Linked DNA regions of Mus musculus: regions 1 and 3 are each linked to region 2. Evidence: chromatin contacts called from public promoter capture Hi-C data. All regions are on one chromosome and are shown on one strand. The core of a region is the stretch at or near the end of the contact, and the rest is flanking DNA. Distances in the headings are between cores, read along the strand shown. Region 1 holds the start of Ipo11-lrrc70 (Ipo11-lrrc70 readthrough). Region 2 holds the start of Shisal2b (shisa like 2B). Region 3 overlaps Ipo11 (importin 11).

The links. Promoter capture Hi-C pulls out the DNA fragments that hold promoters and counts their contacts.
Region 1: a contact with region 2 is called in a promoter capture Hi-C map of hippocampal neurons, with 5 times the contacts expected there. The contact joins the promoter of Ipo11-lrrc70 here to the promoter of Shisal2b in region 2. A contact is called at or near these places in 5 of 39 promoter capture datasets (the 3T3-L1 cell line, cranial neural crest, hippocampal neurons and 2 more) and 2 of 115 datasets of contacts at active chromatin or transcription factors (embryonic stem cells and stem cell-derived neural progenitor cells).
Region 3: a promoter capture Hi-C map of liver shows a contact between it and region 2, with 4 times the contacts expected there. The contact joins the enhancer-like site here to the promoter of Shisal2b in region 2. A contact is called at or near these places in 10 of 39 promoter capture datasets (the 3T3-L1 cell line, 3T3-L1-derived adipocytes, cranial neural crest and 5 more) and 1 of 115 datasets of contacts at active chromatin or transcription factors (embryonic stem cells).

What each region holds. Positions count from the first base shown.
Region 1 is chr13:106,834,692-106,837,624 of GRCm38.p6, reverse strand. Ipo11-lrrc70 (Ipo11-lrrc70 readthrough) reads left to right here and starts at 1,323. Exons shown (of 4, transcript NR_165805.1): 1 at 1,323-1,413. All of the region lies in intron 27 of Ipo11 (importin 11), which reads left to right. It overlaps Lrrc70 (leucine rich repeat containing 70), which reads left to right and starts at 1,323. Exons shown (of 2, transcript NM_001378597.1): 1 at 1,323-1,413; 2 at 2,789-2,933.
Region 2 is chr13:104,862,234-104,865,422 of GRCm38.p6, reverse strand. It overlaps Shisal2b (shisa like 2B), which reads left to right and starts at 1,530. Exons shown (of 3, transcript NM_029984.1): 1 at 1,530-1,900. The coding sequence starts at 1,710.
Region 3 is chr13:106,796,442-106,799,354 of GRCm38.p6, reverse strand. All of the region lies in intron 29 of Ipo11 (importin 11), which reads left to right. The region is part of intron 3 of Ipo11-lrrc70 (Ipo11-lrrc70 readthrough); the gene reads left to right. Among named protein-coding and RNA genes, the nearest start is that of Gm24527, 18 kb to the right of the region's middle. Within about 2 kb of position 1,459, at least 2 of the 459 cell types and tissues checked have an H3K27ac peak or open chromatin away from gene starts, as enhancers often do.

The DNA.
Region 1 (2,933 bases), core at 74-2,573, 2.0 Mb before region 2:
GTGTGTGTGGTGTACATTTGCACATGTGTTTGAAAACCAGAGTTCATCTTTTTTTTCAAGATAGAGTCTCTTGCTGATTTAGGTAGGATGCTGTCCAGCAGACCTCGGGATCCCCTCCTGTCTCTGCCGTCCCAATGCTGGGGTCTGAGTATATGGAACCACATCAGCTTTTTTGACATGGGTGCTGGTGGTCTGAGCTCAAGTGTTGATGCTTGCATAGTAAGCATCTTACCTACCCAGTCATCTCCCCAGTCTCTTCTCCCTAACTTTTTATCCAGGGATAAACTCTGTTAATAATTTGGTAAGGGAGTTTATGTTACTTTCCAACCCAGGGCATGGCCTTAATTTCCTCAATTAATTGATAGTAATCAGTATTTTCTAAACAAAAAATATTTTTAAAAATTCAAAATATTAGAATATTGTGTTAATATTTTGTTCATCCTAAATTATTTACTAACTTTATGTTCTTTTAAAAATCAATAAGTCTTCAGTAAGTATTTGAAAATAAATAGGACAATGCGCTTAAAAATTCTTGGTGTGGTAGTACATGCCTTTAATTACAGACTCAGGAGGCAGAGTCAGGCAGGTCTCTTATGAGTTCAAGGCAAACCTGGCTTTTATGTATAGAGGGTTCCAGGCTGGCCATGATTACATAATGAGACTCTGTCTCAAATGTTTTTATAAAGATCACTTTATTTTATATACTCCTATTTCAGTGTGCTTTTGATTTAGTGACTGTGATATTGAGCAGGGGAATGTCTGTCAGTAATGTACTTGGCTTCCGATCCTCAACACCTACCTTCAAAATCCAGCTGTGGTCCTAACTCTGGGGAGTAGCAACTGTCTGAGAAACTGTCTGTGAGCTCAGATTGTGAGAACCTAGCTTAACAAGCAAGTTATAGGGTAACAGAGGGGGACACTGGTGTCAATTCTGACCTTCACGCACGCGTGCAGGCATGCACGCACACACAAACACAGAGACAATATGTGTTGTTGATAACTAGAGACTTCTTATTTAGATTTTTGAATACCTCAAGTTTTCAGACATTTGGCTTTAAAATCCTCTTTCAAGTTATAGGAATTACTTAGGTGTATATATTAGGAAAACTGAGTGCGTTCTGAAAAAAAAAATACTTTCCTGAGACTTCCTTTCAACAATACTTTTGAAGCACAGATAAACTTGCTTCCTGTCTCTCAGTTTCCTGTATCCATGGCAACCCCTGTTTTACACATTGGCTGTAGAGGAACCAGTGTGAAGAGTGGCGTTTCCTGCATAGCCATGGCTTTAAAATTCAAAAAACGGTGGAGTGCTGGCGGTCAGCAGTGCCCAGAGGAACTGAGTTAAAGAACGGAGCTCTGCAGAGTTAAAACAAAGCCTTAAAGCCACGTGATGATACGAGTCCCGTATCCTTGGTAAGATTATTTAAGTACAGTTGTTTAGCCGAAAGAACCTGGTGGAAAAGTACAGCCTGCTTTTTCTGTTCGTATTTTCCTAAGTTATTATTTGATGTTAGGCTTCATATAGGTTATGGGGCATGTATCCAAAAATCGTTATCCTCACGTCATTTGTTATGTGTGTCAGAGTCGGTTCTAAAAGTTTATCTTAGCAAACATATTTTAGTTTGTTGAGTTTGAATTATCTTTGCTAAAGAATTGATTTCATAGCTGTGTTAGCAGTTCATACTGTCACCCATAATATGTGTTAACACGCGGTTTTGGCTTATCCTACTTTAAATGGACTATTGAAGTTTCAGTATTTTGATACTTTTGTTTTAAGACCTTTCTGACAATTTAAAATTTTGTCTTTGGAGTCAGTTCTGATGTGGAAAAAGAAGTTAGGTTGGGTTACATGTGGATTTTTATTTTCTCTTCCTTGCCTGTGTTTATTTCTGGTTGCTACCTGCTCTTTTTTTTGTTCGTTTGTTTGTTTTTAATATCATTATTGTTATTTGTATTCTTACCAACTCTAAATGGAAGACAGACTACCCCAGTCCTTTCACATTCCTTAGAATTTTCCTAAAGGTCCAGTTTTTCTGGATTTGGGAATAATGTTTCATGTTAGTGAAATTGGATTATTTAATTCTTTTCCAGAATTCTATTTGGGTAACTATCACGTATGAATATCTTAAAGGCTTTGTTCAGTTAAGCCATTTGTATTTTCTATCTTTAAACAGTTGTATAAATTGCTTAGCGCCTAAGGGGTGATGAGATGTTCATAGTTTATATTTGTGGTCTAACTGGGTGTCTTTTGTTCTAAGGACATTGATTGGTGGTGTGTAAAAGTCTACACTTACCGAGAACTCACCACTGTCCTAGACATAGTTGGTATACTTGTTCTGTTCCCAGATTCTTTTTATTGAACAATAAAAATTTAAGGACATAGATCTCAGACTTTCAATGTCTTATCTCTCTTCATTTTTTGTATCTAGAAAGTAATATCTTAACAAAAGTAACATTAAATGTTGTTACAAATCTTGAGACTGTCTTTAAGTTACCTTTTTGAATCATGACAGCCTTTTGCATTTATCAGTGAGCTATTAATGTAAATTATTCCCTCCTGAAGCGTGTAAAGATCATAAATGTCACTAGGATTGGGTTTAGTAAAATTAACAACCTTAAACATTTGACTTTAACTGAGAGTTATTTTAGAAATTGTAAACCTGATACATTTAGCTTGTTAAGCAATTTATTGTAAATTAGAAACAAGCATCTTAACATAGATAATAATACATTTGAACCTCTGGGAGCATCTTGAAGATCCTTAATCTGTCATTTAATAATCTTACAGAATTACATCCAAGGGTCCCTAAGCCATTGTCTTCATTGACTCCTCTTCAGGCAAATTCCAATTTTGAGAATACAAACTTTTGGGTCTTCAAGAGTGGCTAGCCTCGTCAGCCCTTGCTGTAAACATCTGTTATCAGAATCCCATA
Region 2 (3,189 bases), core at 281-2,780:
CTAAGTGGAAACAGGTGAAGGAAGCCTTGTGAGGCTCCTCCTACCCACCCTCCTCCGCCCTGTGACAAATGTAGCTGCTGAGCAGCATGGGTGAGATTCAGGTGGAGTCTGGTTGGTTCTGAGTTGAGAATGTGACGCTGAGAATCCAGGAAGCCATGGGGGGTATCAGAACATGGTTCCAGAGAGGAGAGAATTGGGTGAGAGGACAAATGACCTATAGTCTAGCTTCGAAGGTACAAGAATGTTCAGCTTAGTACTGATCTGTATACATAGGGGAGGAAGCTGTCTGAGGCTGGGGAAAGAAACATTGAAAAGAGTAGAGAGAATGGTCTTTAAAGTTCCTGCTTCTACGCTTTTTGGCTAAGATCAAGTAAAAAGTTCCGACAGATCTGGAGGTGGTGGGGTCTGCTGCCACTGGTAAACTGCGATTCTGAATGCATGGAGTAGAATATTCAGAAAGCATTGGTTTCTGTAGGGAAAAATGTAGTCCCCAGGCCCATGCTGGCCCCGCCTAACAAGGTTTAAAAACAAATTGGAAAGAATCAAACTGCTTCCAAGTAGCTGTGTCCCAGAGCATGGCTGGGAAATATTTATAAGACTAGAAAAATATCCAGCACACAAGTTCATGATGTCTGCCTTCCAATCAAGCCCCTGGCCAAAGGAAGGAAGCAGAATTTGAAAATGAACAGGTGGGTATGGGGGACTTTTGGTATAGCATTGGAAATGTAAATGAGCTAAATACCTAATAAAAAATGGAAAGAAAAAAAAAAAGAAAAGAAAATGAACAGTGCTCTGCCCTGGAAATTCTGCAGGCACTAGCTTCCAGTGAAAGCTATTGTTATTTTTGTTCTTATCCTCCCCCCCCCCCCCGCAGTATTGTTTGACTTGCTACAACAAGGACACATCGCTAATGTTATTTCAAAAGACTGGACAAATCGCTTAGGAAAATGAGAATCAACGGAAAAAGTGGTTTCTGCACTTCAGAAGTGACCGAAAGTCTTCCCCTTTCTGCTTCACTTTCTGGAAGCTTCTCACTTTCTTTTCCACCATCTCTTGCCTTTCCTCCCTTTTCCATGTAGTTTAGGTGAACATGGGGGTGCCACTGTATGTTTTTTTAAAACACCCACAGTTAATTTTTCTAAGAGAATGTTGTTACCTGACTTTGAACACCCTGTACTCTCACTAAAGCTAATCAGAGGCCCTTTTACTAGCCTGCTCCCCAACCTGGATTAGTAGTCCACCCAGGTAAAGCCTTTGCAAGCCAGACCCCATTTGCCATGTCACTGGGCAAACAAAGTGCCATGACACTTTGGCTGTACCTGTGTAAACTGCACCCAAGCCCACCTCTGCTGTTCCCTCTACAGAGATCCTTCTGATGTGAAGACTGCTACAGGTTGTGATGAAGAGAATGAAACTGGAAGGGAGTCCGTAGAGAGCAAAGAAAACAGTCGGAGTTCCGGAGAGGGAGAAGAGGCAGAGGGCTGGGCCATCAGAGAAAGGGACCACTCAGAGACCAGACCCAGCGGTGAGAGCAGAGAGCTCCGGCACCTCGTGGACAGCGGGAGGTAGAGCGGAGAGGGCTCAGAGGCTGAGTGCCAGGCACTTGGACCCCAAATCGCAGGAGGCGCCCAGGGTTGCCTGGGCTTGGGACGAGCGCAGTCCGAGCACACATCGCACGCACCTCGGGATCCTGAGCACGGCCGCCGGCGATGAGCCAGAGCAGCCGCCTGTGCTCGGGCTACTACAGCCTCAACCGCAGCTTCGTGGAGCCTTTCCAGTGCCCGCAGCGCGGCGATGGGGCCGCGCTGCTCTATTGCTGCGGCTTCGCAGACCTCAAGTACTGCTGCAGCGAGCCGGGCAGCTACTTCCCCTACAAGCACAGCTACATGTGGAGCCTCAGGTGGGCAGGGCAAGGCAGGGCAGGGCAGGGCAGGGCAGGGCAGGGCAGGGCAGGGCAGGGCTGGGCAGGGCTGGGCAGGGCAACCTCCTTCTAGACCCGGGAAAGTGACCAGTGAAAGACACAAAGCTGGAATCAGGGAAGTCTAGCTCCGGCTGGGTTCAGGTCCTCGTGCCAAGGCGCCAGATTTCTGAATGGTTTCTGCAGAGAACCCTGGAGACAAATGAGAACCCTGTATATATCCCAGGCTACCCCAGGGACCACTGCTTGTGAGATGAGCTGGAAACTCTACTAACAAGACTGGAGGTTTTAATTCCTCTTCAGGTATTTGTTGATATGGTACATTTGAATGGAAAGGACGCTTCTTTGGAACCCAGGTTGAGGTATTGGACCAATGGAGTACTTAGAGTCACTGGGCAGCTGGGGTCTCTCTCTCTCTCTCTCTCTCTCTCTCTCTCTCTCTCCCTCTCTCTCTCTCTGTGTGTGTGTGTGTGTGTGTTTGTGTGTTGGCTTGAGTAGGTGCTACATACAACTAGGCTTTACAACTTGCTCTTCTCAGCGGTTCGGACACTGACACTGCACAACCAGACTGAAGGGTCGAGCACGGAAGGAAGAGCTTGAGTTACTCTGCTTACACACAGTGTGTCCTTTCTAGACACCCTTCCCTCGCACCTGAACCATTTGACCATGGCTTGACGTCTGGTCACTTTTCAAAGACAAGCCTTTCTTGATTCTTTTTCCTACATTGTACCCCCACCCCCACCCCCCGCTTATTTCTGTTCAGACTTTATGCTTGTTTTCACATTGAAATGCTCCCTCTAGAAGACTGCAAACTTAGAAACTTTAAATTTGATTCTTTTCTTTTGTGTACAGAATGAATGGAATCTTAATATTATAGGAAAGAACTTAAACTCCTAACATAAATTGTGTGTGTGAGCGTGTGTGAGGGTGTGTGTGTGTGTGTGTGTGTGAGAGAGAGAGAGAGAGAGAGAGAGAGAGAGAGAGAGAGAGAGTGTGTGTGTGTGTGTAGAGGAGGGGGAGGCAGGGAGAGAGAGAATTAGCTAGCATGAGTTACTATCACATCACTTTCTCATTACAATCGAGAACTAGACACACATGTCAGATCAATAGCAAACAAAGTAGGACAAAGTTGGCAGAACATTATGTCAACTTATTTTGTCCTCAATAGATTATTTGGGGGAAGAAAGTGATGGACTGTCCTGTTATCTGGGCTTTTCTAGACACGCTCAGACAGTCATTCATCTGTGAGTGCTTGAAAGTGTTGATGAGGG
Region 3 (2,913 bases), core at 210-2,709, 1.9 Mb before region 2:
AAATACAGACAGAGAGAATCTGGGAAACTTTCTATCAAGTCAGGTGAGAACGAAGCAGAATTAAATGTACAGAGCTCGAATGCTTAGTCCAGCAGTGGATGCTCCCACCTCTCAGAAGCCGTGAGGACTGAACTTAAAGCAGTCAGCATAAGGCCAGACTGGGGTGTCTGGGAAATAAGGGGGGTAGGGTAGCTGGGGCTTTGTACATTGTTAGAATGTTTGCCTTACATGTACAGGATGTGGGTTTGCTCCTTAAAATACTTCTGGGAAATATATATACATGCATATATATATATATATTTGAAAAAATGACTGCATTGGGAGCTTTTAAAAATAGTCTATTATCTACTTTAAAATTTCTAATGAATATGCAGTCCTCTGTGGATGTTTTATGAATTAACTTGGGATTTTAGTTCTCATGAGTGTTTTGTTCCAAATGTTTTTGTAGCAATCTTACCCTTGGATGGACATTGGAATATAGAGGAACATTCCTTCACACAGTCATTCATTGAGACAGGGTTTCACTCTGCAGCAAGCTTGTCACTTAGAAAGCACAGTTTACCCTCTGCAAAGCAAGCTTCGGCTTCACACGTGATGAACTTAAATTGCTATGACTCCCTGACAAGCTTCTTCTTGGCATCTGTCAGCCTTACTTAGTTCTCCACTAAGCACAGAATGTGGAGAGCTTGTAGTATTCAATGGGCAAGTTTAAGTGTTTCAGACAGATTTTAGAAATTGATAGTTAGCCACAGTGAAATAATTAAATCTCAAAATAGAATATTTAAAGCAGAGGCAATTTAATCAAACTCAGGAAGTTTTGAAGACAGTGTAGTTAAATATATGACATATTTTCCTTTAAGATTTTTTTAATCTTTTTCATGTTTTATCTGTTAATTAATTTTATCTGTTTATTATTTTATCTGTTAAGTATCATGGAAAGCACATTATTCTTCTTCTAAAAATAATAGAGAAAGAAAAACTTTTTCTCTTGAAATAATCTTGCAGTAAATAATTTCTGAAAAACTAAAGGGTATGTGAAGGGTTAAAAAGTAACTAGTCACATGACTTCAAGAACGTGGAAGATTCAGCGTCCCTGAATTCTTGTTGGGTAAAATTGGTTTATACAGGAAACACAATGAAACTTTATTTCAAGCAACAAATGTCTTAATAGGAAACACATGCTGGTAAGTATCTCCATGGGAGCTAAACTTGTAGAACCCCTCTGAGGGCTAAACTTTGAAAAGCTCAAAGCTTATATCAAGGGCAGTGCTTACCAAAGGAAGGAGCCATACTTGGTTCATCCAAAACCGTGTGTCCTTAAACAACAGCTTTAAAACCAAGAGAGTACAAAGCTGCTTGCACATTAAAATCCAACAAACGAAGTTTTGGATTGAGTTAGGCTATTGAGATGTCATTTATCTGGCATTAGCCTAGAGTCAAGAGTAGTGGTCAATTACTTTGCATTCACGAGTGAAGCCAGTTAACACAGGGCTCCTCAGTTCTCCCTGTCCATTCTAATGTAAACAGTTAAGTGGTCGTGTCCTTCCTTAGAGAGGAGGAGGAGGGCTTAGGCATACTAGGAAAAAACTGGGAAAAGGACAAAGGCAGGGATTTAGAAATAAGTATCCTACTTCTGCACACTCCCCCACCCTCCCACTCCCACTTCTTGGCCCTGGCATTCCCCTGTACTGAGGCATATTAAGTTTGTATGACCAATGGACCTCTCTTTCCACTGATGGCCGACTAGGCCATCTTCTGATATATATGCAGCTAGAGACACGAGCTCCGGGGTACTGGTTAGTTCATATTGTTGTTCCACCTATAGGGTTGCAGATCCCTTTAGCTCCTTGGTTACTTTCTCTAGCTCCTCCATTGGGGGCCCTGTGATCCATCCAATAGCTGACTGTGATCATCCACTTCTGTGTTTGCTAGGCCCCGGCATAGCTTCGCAAGAGACAGCTACATCTGGGTCCCCGGATATGGCAGTCTCTAGATGGTCCATCCTTTCGTCTCAGCTCCAAACTTTGTCTCTGTAACTTCTTCCATGGGTGTTTTGTTCCCAATTCTAAGAAGGGGCAAAGTGTCTTTGGTCTTTGTTCTTCTTGAGTTTCATGCGTTTAGCAAATTGTATCTTATATCTTGGGTATCCTAAGTTTCTGGGCTAATATCCACTTATCAGTGAGTACATACTGTGTGAGTTCTTTTGTGATTGGGTTACCTCACTCAAGATGATGCCCTCCAGGTCCATCCATTTTCCTAGGAATTTCATAATTCATTCTTTTTATAGCTGAGTAGTACTCCATTGTGTAAATGTACCACATTTTCTGTATCCATTCCTCTGTTGAGGGGCACCTGGGTTCTTTCCAGCTTCTGGCTATTATAAATAAGGCTGCTATGAACATGAGGACTGACGTTTTTCTTTCTCTTGGATTTGTTATATCTCTGCTTTGGTAAGACATGGGGCATAATTTAAATTTTACGCTGCCCATATCTTTTTTTTCTCGGTTGTGTTTTAACATGTATATAACTCAAACAGAAGTTATGGGTGGAAGTCAGCTACATTGGGCAAAGACATTCATATACTTTATTGAAAGTTATGCAGATATTCAAGGTCACTGATGGTAAAAATAAATGCTCAGCTTATACTTATTCTGTATTGTTTGTTGTTATAATTATTAGTCCTTTAGATAATAACAGTGGCAACACAGTGTTAGCAACGAAATACTGTTATCTCATATATTGGTACAAACCATAGGGAAAAGAAGCTGATGTATCAGGAGTCACAAATGTTCTATGCCTAGTGGTTCTTTCCATATCCTAGGAAACCAAGATGGCGTTCTGAGCATAGTGGCACTCGCCTATAGTGGCACATTCCCGAAACCCAGGGCTTGGAGGTGAAAGCAGCAGCCCAAG